Regions from separate parts of the Rattus norvegicus genome. Here region 2 is linked to region 1. Evidence: chromatin contacts called from public Hi-C data. All regions are on one chromosome and are shown on one strand. The core of a region is the stretch at or near the end of the contact, and the rest is flanking DNA. Distances in the headings are between cores, read along the strand shown. Region 1 overlaps Bcas3 (BCAS3, microtubule associated cell migration factor). Region 2 overlaps Bcas3 (BCAS3, microtubule associated cell migration factor).

What was found. Hi-C and Micro-C count contacts between places; a contact is called where the count stands out from the background.
Region 2: a Hi-C map of liver shows a contact between it and region 1, with 2.8 times the contacts expected there. The contact joins two enhancer-like sites. A contact is called at or near these places in 4 of 12 Hi-C or Micro-C datasets (the Rat2 cell line, kidney, liver and 1 more).

Annotation. Positions count from the first base shown.
Region 1 is chr10:70,878,054-70,882,396 of GRCr8, forward strand. The region is part of intron 16 of Bcas3 (BCAS3, microtubule associated cell migration factor); the gene reads left to right. All of the region lies in intron 1 of LOC134480843 (large ribosomal subunit protein eL21-like), which reads right to left. Among named protein-coding and RNA genes, the nearest start is that of Bcas3, 170 kb to the left of the region's middle. Within about 2 kb of position 2,853, at least 4 of the 93 cell types and tissues checked have an H3K27ac peak or open chromatin away from gene starts, as enhancers often do. A contact at or near this core is called in liver, where this site is marked.
Region 2 is chr10:71,037,831-71,042,154 of GRCr8, forward strand. All of the region lies in intron 24 of Bcas3 (BCAS3, microtubule associated cell migration factor), which reads left to right. All of the region lies in intron 1 of LOC134480843 (large ribosomal subunit protein eL21-like), which reads right to left. Among named protein-coding and RNA genes, the nearest start is that of Tbx2, 140 kb to the right of the region's middle. Within about 2 kb of position 2,816, at least 9 of the 93 cell types and tissues checked have an H3K27ac peak or open chromatin away from gene starts, as enhancers often do. A contact at or near this core is called in liver, where this site is marked.

The sequences.
Region 1 (4,343 bases), core at 1,603-4,102:
ATGTGGAAAAAAGATCCGGTGTCAGTCTAGATAAATGAATATGGTGTTTCTGCAGTGGTCCAGGACCTCATAGTTGAAAATCCCAGGGAGACCCGAGCTTGCTCCCCTGCAGGTGTGCTATGTCCAAGGCCGTTCGTGGAACCACTCCTGCTCTTAGTGCTCAAGGGCAGTCTATAGACAGGGCTTTAATGTATAGAGTTAGTTCATGAGTGCACTTTTACAGACTTGGAGCTAGCCATCTAGATCTTGAATTAACTCCTGTATTCTTAAAATGTGCTAAATTTATATTTTTAAATTTTATTTGCTAACAGTTTGATTTCAGGAATTGTTGGTTATTTAGGAAACTAAAATTGAGCATTAGTTTCCTGTTTGTTTGTTTGTTTTCTTTTTCTTAACTGGTGGATGTAAGCACCTGTTTTTAAGCTGGAACTGAAAATACTTTTGAGTACAAACGGGTTTATCTTCCTTTTGTTAGAGACTGCTGATGCGGCCCTTTTGCACCACACTTCAGTCTCTGTGTGCCCTTGAGATCTGGTGCTCTTTCCCATCTGAAGGAAATGCATCTTTGACACTTCTCATGACCTGAGTCATGATGCTGAAATAGAGCCAGAAAATATTCTTAACAGTCATGGGTAATAAGCAGGAAGGCTTCCGTTAGCAGTGGAGGGGGGTGAAGGGCCAGAGAACAGTAGTGCCTGGGGGATGTGGGGAGAAGAAAGTCTGCCATTTTAACTTTTAATCTTTAATTTATTTATTATTAGGAAAATTGGTTACATTTTGTAGTTATATTTGTTATTCAACGTATGTATTTATCTTTTTAAAAAATTATTTTTAACAAAGAGTCTTGTAGCCCAGGCTGTCCTTAAATTTTCTGTGTAGCCAAGGGTGACCTCAATCTTTGATCCTCCAGTCTCTCCCTGCCGACTACCAGGATTGCAGGTGTTGTCACCATGTAAAACTTTTGATTTTAATATGTAATCATCTACAAGGACAGGAATGGTTTAAAAAGTTCAGATTGTCATTTTTTTTTAATTTTCCATGTGCTACTTAGTACTCTTTTTTTTTTTTTTAAATAGGGTTTTATGCTGGTACTTCTCTGCAGACTCTGAACTTGGGTAATAGAGAGAGGAGGCTTTTAATGAAACTGTCCAAACAAACTTGCTATTTACATAAAGAAAGAGAAAGAATACTTTATTGATTGCAGCTAATTCAGTGCCTCCTCCTATTGCACAGTGCGGCTGCTCGTTGTTTCTGAATGAATTCCTGATACTTTATACGTCATGTGTGTACTGGTGTAAAAGAGGTAGTGCTTGGTCGGTCTGCCTCCTCCGCCGTCATGGTACAAGTCAATTGAGAGCGAGGTGAGGAGTCGGCCCAGGGTTGCTGAGGTCGGATCCTGCCTTGCTTTTCTTGCCCCAGTCTCAGTGTCACGTGAGCTTACCTTTGATCTGAGCTTGCTTCAGAGGAGAGCGCAGCGTTCCATGTGCTATCATGGTTATTTCAAGATGGATTATTGCGGTGTAGCCCTGGCTGGCCTGGTACTGGCTGCTTAGCCATTGCTTGGTCAATTTCCAGGCAATTCTGCCTCAGCCTCTCATCTCAGAGTGATACATTGGAACTACAACTTGGGGCAGGAATGTGAATCTTAGGGGAAATGGCTCAAAATCTTTTCTCTTTGTTTTATATTCATGGGAAGGGTATGCACAGTATTTAGACGATGTATAGTCAATCTCTGTCCAGCTGTCTTACTTTTTCCATGAGTATCCGTATAAATATAGACCATTTTCTGGGATTTCAGCCTTTGTTGAATGAATTGTCTAATCTCAGGTTAAAAAAGGAGTCAGAGCTAGTAAAGCTTACTAAGGATTAAGAACACTGGATCTTATTAAATTTCTTTGTTCCTAAAATGTAGGAGTGCTCTGAGATAATAAACTGAGGTAATGAATGTCCCACAGGTTTTATTCATTGAGTTTTAACTTGTTTTGATTGTGTGATCATAAATAGATCATTTACTTTAAAAAATTTTTCATTAATGTTAAATTTTGTTTAGTTTTTTAAAACTTCAATAGAATTTCTCCTGTTTTCTCTTTTGTGCCCTTTTTCTTCCTCTGTGTACTTGAGCTGTGTAGCCATCCCAGCTCCTCAGCCTTATTTCTCCCAACTTCATCACTCCCCATTCCAGCCACAAACTGCCCTTTTGGAATAAAGTATACTTAGTGTACATACAGGCTTTGTAATAGTGACTTTCCGTATGTTCATTTTATCTTCCAGGAAGTGCTTGCTTCTACACATTAAAATAGCGTGCACTGCTTTAAGAGTAAGGAACAGGTGAGGGTATTCTAAGACTCAGGAAAGAACAGCTAGAGAATGACCTGTTGACGTATTGACACAAGTGTAATGTGTTATGTATAAATATATGTTTGAAACAACTCCATGATGGCATAATATGAGTTCTCTTGGAAGTATTCTTTTAATTCTTCTTGATCCTGGGGAGCACCAGATGGTGAGTTCTGGGCCATTCTAAGTGCAGCAGCAGAATGTCATTGAGAAGTGTCTCCACCTGAGAGACATGGAGTGCTTCCCATAAGTACCTATAGTCCTCACTGTGGCACCAGGAAGTTTTCTTAGAAAAAGCACCAATGTCTTTGCTTGATTTTAAATGTTGCAGTGTTTTCTGTATCTGCCGCCTTCCCAGGAAGCAACAGTCTCTGCTGTAAGAACTGCGGCTGGGCTGGTCCTTGGATAGTCGCCTCTGTTTAGGTCTGCACAGTTAAACTGTGTCCAGCTTCCTTGTCCAGAGCTCATTTTCCTTGCCTCTCCTGCTGAGGTTCCTGGCCTGGTCCTTGGGTCCAAAGGCGCCGTCTCTCACCAGGGCCCTGCTGTTTCCTTTTCCTACTGAGTAGATTGCAGACTGTACTAGAACAAGCCTGAGAAAAGGTCAGAAAGGAGGCAGGCAGGAGAGTCCAGGCGCTGCAGCTGGGAAGGTTGTCATCCTCATCTAAGAGAGGGAAAGGAGGAGGGCTTGGGGCCTGGGGGAGGGAGGGAAAGAGGGAGGGAGGGGGCAGAAAAAAAAAACACTCAGCAACCCATGTGCTAGAAATTCCAGTTTACACTGGGTACTTTAAACACACACACACACACACACACACACACACACACACACACACACACACACACACACATACACACATCTTTAAAGGATTTGATTTTGATTAACTAATAGTTGAGAGTTGGTTGAGGATACTTTAATGTTAAATTAGACCACAAGTGAGAGCTAAGCAGGCTCTGGCTTTGCAGAGCCCCACTGCTCAGTGATTGTTTTAGAACAAGCTACTATTGTACTCTTTTGGACAGAGTCAAGAAGTCAGCTTTTCAACTCCAAAATTAACTTAAAACTCTTTGGTAAATGTTGCTGTTTTATACCCATCAAGTCCATGGTGGAATATTAAAAGCAGACTGGCAGTTTTGACTTTGTGTGAAATGGGCAGTGCAAATGCACAGAGGCTCAGACCTTCTTACCCAGCTTCCTTCTGGGAATGTAGACAGTAGGACATTTCTGTGCTGTCTGAAGAGTAGGGAGAGTGTTGGGAGGAGGATGGAGATAAGGAAATATTTGGAGAAAAGGTGTTTCTTTAGATTTGTTTTTTGTGGAGTACCAGGAACCCACAATGAGCTTGGGTTTGAGGGTGCCTTTGTTATTTTAATTTCCAAATACAGTTGCCATTACTGCAGCCTGGGTCCTTGAAGGGGTGAGAGGCAGAGCCCCTCAACTCTGGCAGATTCCTTTAGTGTGTGGAGATTGATGAAACAGACCAATTGGACTGAGAGGCATGTGGTTTACTGAGACAAGGATAATGTCTGTAGTAACCCTTTATAGAGCCTGTCTGATGTCTGATGTGGCTTAGGGCCCTGTGTCCAGGGAGCGCAGGAAACCCCAGAAAACTGCAGATCTGCTAACTGCTGTCCCAGTGACCTCCTAAGACTCTTCGAACACCCCATTGTTTGTTGTCTGTTTTCTTTCTCACAACTTTCCTTCTTAAGGAATCTTCCTATGGCTCCCACTCATGACCACTTGTATCTCATGCTTCTGTTAACCTGTAAGGAAATGGGATTCTCGTCTGTCTCCCACTCTGAGCTCCCCCTTACAGAAGATTTCTGAGCTGTAATTGCTGAGTACTGCTTTTGTGGTTTTCTTTTTCCTGCTTCATGGTGTGATTGAGCAGCAAAGAGGATCGAGGAGGGGATGGCCTCTCATTCATTTGTTCCGTGGTCTCCTTCCACTTGCCCTGAAGAAGTCCATGCACACAGTGTGCTGATAGCAGCTCTGGCTTCAGCACAATGTG
Region 2 (4,324 bases), core at 1,566-4,065, 160 kb after region 1:
GTGCCTAGCATGTGCAAAGCCTTAGGTTCAGTCCCTAACACTTCATAAACCAGGCCTGGTGCACATACCTATAACCTCAGAGCCTGGCAAGTGAAAGCTGAACAGGCAGTTTGGCTACAGAGTACATCTGAGGCCAACCTGGGTTACGTGAGTCTTTGTCTAAGAACAGGGGGCTGGGACCAACATGATGGACAGTTCCTTCAAGCCCATTTCAGTCTGGGTTGAGTGTTCCCCCTCTTCTTATGCACATTTGAGCCCCTGCAGAGATGACGGTTATTATCATCATTACAGTATCTTCCTTATCGTTATTTGAGAATCACGTATCTGCTTAACATATCACTACTGCCGGACTCGAGCTAGTAAAAGTACTTTGTCTGTCTCAGTTGGGAATTTCACGGAATTTGCTTCAGTCTGACTGTGTTTCCAGATGGAGCCCTGTGCCTCTGTGTTGGTTTCAGGCCTAGAAGAAGCCATTGCTTTGCAGTGATCTGTAGCCAAGTGACAGTCCCTGGGGACTAAAGGGGTGACTATTAGGAGTAGGAGTGTGATAAACCTTGTTATTACTTAAGAAGGCTCTAAGAATCCCTCCCCCACCCCTCTGTATTATCTGGCTGTGCTCTTAAGGGAATGATGGAAGCCAGGGTGGGATAATGAAGGTTAGAGCTGATGGGGCAGGTTCTGACAGCCCAAGTCTCCCCTCGGAAGCTTCACACCTTTGCGCTCCAGGGAAGTTTTGACCCCAAGCTTTTACAGATCCCTAGTAAACTCTGAGTTTCCCAGACCCTTGTGTGGCTAATGTCTTTTGCAGAAACAAGTTTCTAGCTGAAACCAGCCCATCAGCCCAGCTCCTCATAGGCTATAATCCAGTTTTGGAAGAGAATGTTAGCCTGGCCTTCTGTGCTAGGTAAATATTCCTATGAAGTGTTTCAACTGTATCTTCCCTGTCAAGACTGAGTAAAGAGAGGACCCAAACAAGGGGTAAGCCCACCTGCTCCATATCTGGAGCCTGAATGGGGCTGGAAGACCGGAGAAGGGCTCTAGGAACCCTCCCCAGTTCACCGAGGGACTCTGGGCTGGCTGCAGCCTTTGTCCCTCCAGTTTTTGTTTTGTTTTTCTTGTGTAACTTAAAAATGAAAGGTCGGGCAAATTCTTTCACTTTTAAGTCTGCCTCTCATCCTGTCTCTCTGAACGCAGATGCTGTTTTCTAGTAGTTTTGCACAGGACTCCAAGCAGAAGGAGAGGAGAACTTGGTGAAGGAGGTGCTGAGAGGACCCTCTCTGGCTCCTCTGTGCTCTGTGTGCTCTGTTGCTCTGTTTTTTGTCGAGCTTTCTTCCAACTGCACCACTCCATAATTCTGATGAAAGCGAATTGAGTCTTAGGAATGTTTTTTCTTTTTACTCTCTCCCCACATCAGGAAGGAGGAAGGAGAGATACCATGAGCTGCACTGTGACTTCAGGTAGCTGTAGCTGTGATTCATTAACACAAAGGTCTAAGCCTGCGGAAGTCACAGATTTACAGCAGAAACCTCTCTTCCTGAGGAAAGAGGAGATGGATACTCTGAAACTTGCTCGACTCTGCCCACTTGGTCCTACCTAGTTCCTACCTCCCTCCTATGTTTCCCAAGACCCTGTGTCCGTAGCACTAGGAGGGCTCTGGACTTTTGACCTAGAAAGGATTGCCTTGGTTCCCCATGTCCTCCTCTCTGACTGTGAGCAGGCTGACATGTTCTGATTCCTACCCATCTCAACAAAGACCTTTGAGACTTGTAAATGGCTGTATAAGACTAAAACCTCCGCCCTCCCTCCAGAGGAAAGGGCTGTCCTCCTCTGGGGTGCCCTGTGGCTGCCCACACAATGACTGCTGGGAGGAGATGACACCTCCATGTCCAGATTGCCATGCAGTCTCATTCGCAGTTTCCTGGATCGCATCACCTTATCAGCCATGTTCCCGTCCATGGCTGATGATTCTGCTCACCCTGAGCTGTGGTGTTGACCAGCCAACAGCGTTCACACTGATTGTGAACGCCACATGTCTGACTCCAAACTTCCCACCGAGAAGGAATACAGTGTTTTCTAGGTCAGCCCTGCTCTGTCCCAGGCACTTCAGATGTGTTGGCTCCTCCAGGCTCTATGACTGGCTGGGTAAAGGCTGGAAGACAGAATAGGTGCAGGATTTCCAGTCTTTCTCCAGTATTTATAGCCAATGGATTGCAGACAGGCGGGCTGCCCTGGTCCCGAATGAGTATCTTTTGTCTGAAATGGACAAGTTGGAGAATTTGGCATTTTTGACAAATGAGTTAAGCCACTTGAGTTGCTCGTGCACGGATGTGATGGTTTGGCAGGTGGAGTTATTCTATTATGTTAAAATTTATTAACAAGGGCTTAATTTCATTCCAAACAGATTGTGTCAAGGCGCCCGTGTACTGCGGAATACAGTGAAATATGAGAGTCTTGAGCTTTTAGTGGATGTTGAGTGCAAGACCCTGGCTCAGCCTACCTCTCTCTAAGCAGCCACAGCCACGAAACTTTCTTGACCTTTTCACCCTTCAACTTTGCTTGAACTTGAAAGACTTTTGAAGACAGAGAGAGAGAGAGAGAAGAGGGGGGTTTGGTTGGTGGGGGGAGAGGTTGGTTGGTTGGTTGGTGAAGGCTGTGGAAGAGAGATGTAGACTGGGGTGGGGGTACTGATTATATGTTAGCTAACAGTAATACCAGGAAAATAATCCTCCTCTGTGTATGAGTTTCTGCTACTGCGAGCTGGGGTAATCAGCTCACATGACATGCTCAGAGGCTAATGCTAGCCTGTGCTGTTTGTGAGCGTATTCAAACAAAGGCTGATTATCCAAACAAGAATTTGGACTGCAGCAGTCGGACCAGTTAAATTATAGTTAGTAAAACTTGGCGCCTTGCGAGCTTGGAATGTTCCAATTGCAGCTGGATCTTCATTTGTCAGGCAGCCTCACTAAACAGTAAAACCAGAGATTTTTATCTCCCCAGGACTCCATTTAACTCCTTGGGTGCAAAGAGCAGCGTGCCAACTATCTTAGTTTGGACTCCTGGCCACTTCCCCATCCTGCGGTGCCTGAGGTGATGACCAGCAGTTGTTTGCTGCTGCTCTGTCAGAAGGTGGATTTTATACTAGAGAAAGAAGTTGATATTCTTCTAGTCCATAACTGCTTTATTAAGTGCTATAACTGAGGATGCTTCGTGCTGGGTACTCTGTTTTATGTGAATGGCCACAATAGATGTCATAAAATAACCAACTGTAAAAAGCTTACAAAAACTGGACAATGGTGGCGTACTACTTTAACCTTAGCCCTTGGGAGGCAGAGGCAGGCAGGTATTGAGTTTGAAGCCAACCTGATCTGCACAGCAAGTTCTAGGCCAGTGAGGGTGACATAGTGAGACCTTCCCTTCAACAAAAATTACTTTAGAAATCGTAAGAGTCATTTAGTGTCACGGCGATGGAGATGAGTGTTTGAGCCACTATGGATGGAAAGTAGGACCAACCTTCGAAGGTGGGACCAGAGGAGATTTTATGCAGAGCAAGCAAGAGCAAAGGGACTGAGGCAGGAAATACAGTGTGAGAGAGTAGGTCAGGGGTTCAGAAGAGAACTGCCCTGGTAAAGGAAGAAGCGGCCATCCAAGTTTTTTTTTTTTTTTTTTTTGATATAGCTGTCTTTAATAAACATATATTGGGAACATACCATATGCCAGGACATTAAATTCTCAAAATAATTCTGAGAGACTCAAAGAAACCTAGTGACTTTCCCAATTCCATACAACAAGAGTGGTGTTTTAAACTTCAAATCCCTCCCAGCTTCTCAGGACCAGGCTCTCCTCTTTAATCCTGCTGACTTTGTGATCAAAGTATAGCATGGACTAGGCATGCTTTCATGCAGAGGCCTCCGTGTAGAATGGCGATTCTGAGAGGATTTCTGTGCATGGGAGATCGCCACACTGGAGAAGACATGGGCAGGACAGTTGCCACCCTGCACTGGTTTAAACTTGTGGGATGCAAAGCGATTCTGGGAACAGTACTTCCCTTTGACTGACTCTGTCACAGTCTGGTCTTAGAGTTACTTCCCACAGAGATTTTAACGCAGTAAGAGCTGATTTTGGCAGGGTATCGGTCTTTACGGCAGGGTTGCCTTTTCTGGGAAATACATCTGATGCCGTTAGTGTATGGCTCTCTGCTTCCCAGTTTCCGTGGGGTATCAGCACCGTGTTCTTGTCCTCTCTTGACCTTGCCACTGTCTTGTTTTCTTTCCTGTCTTCTTTGATATACTCTGTTATTGTAAGCCAGGCTGTGGCTTCTGGGAGG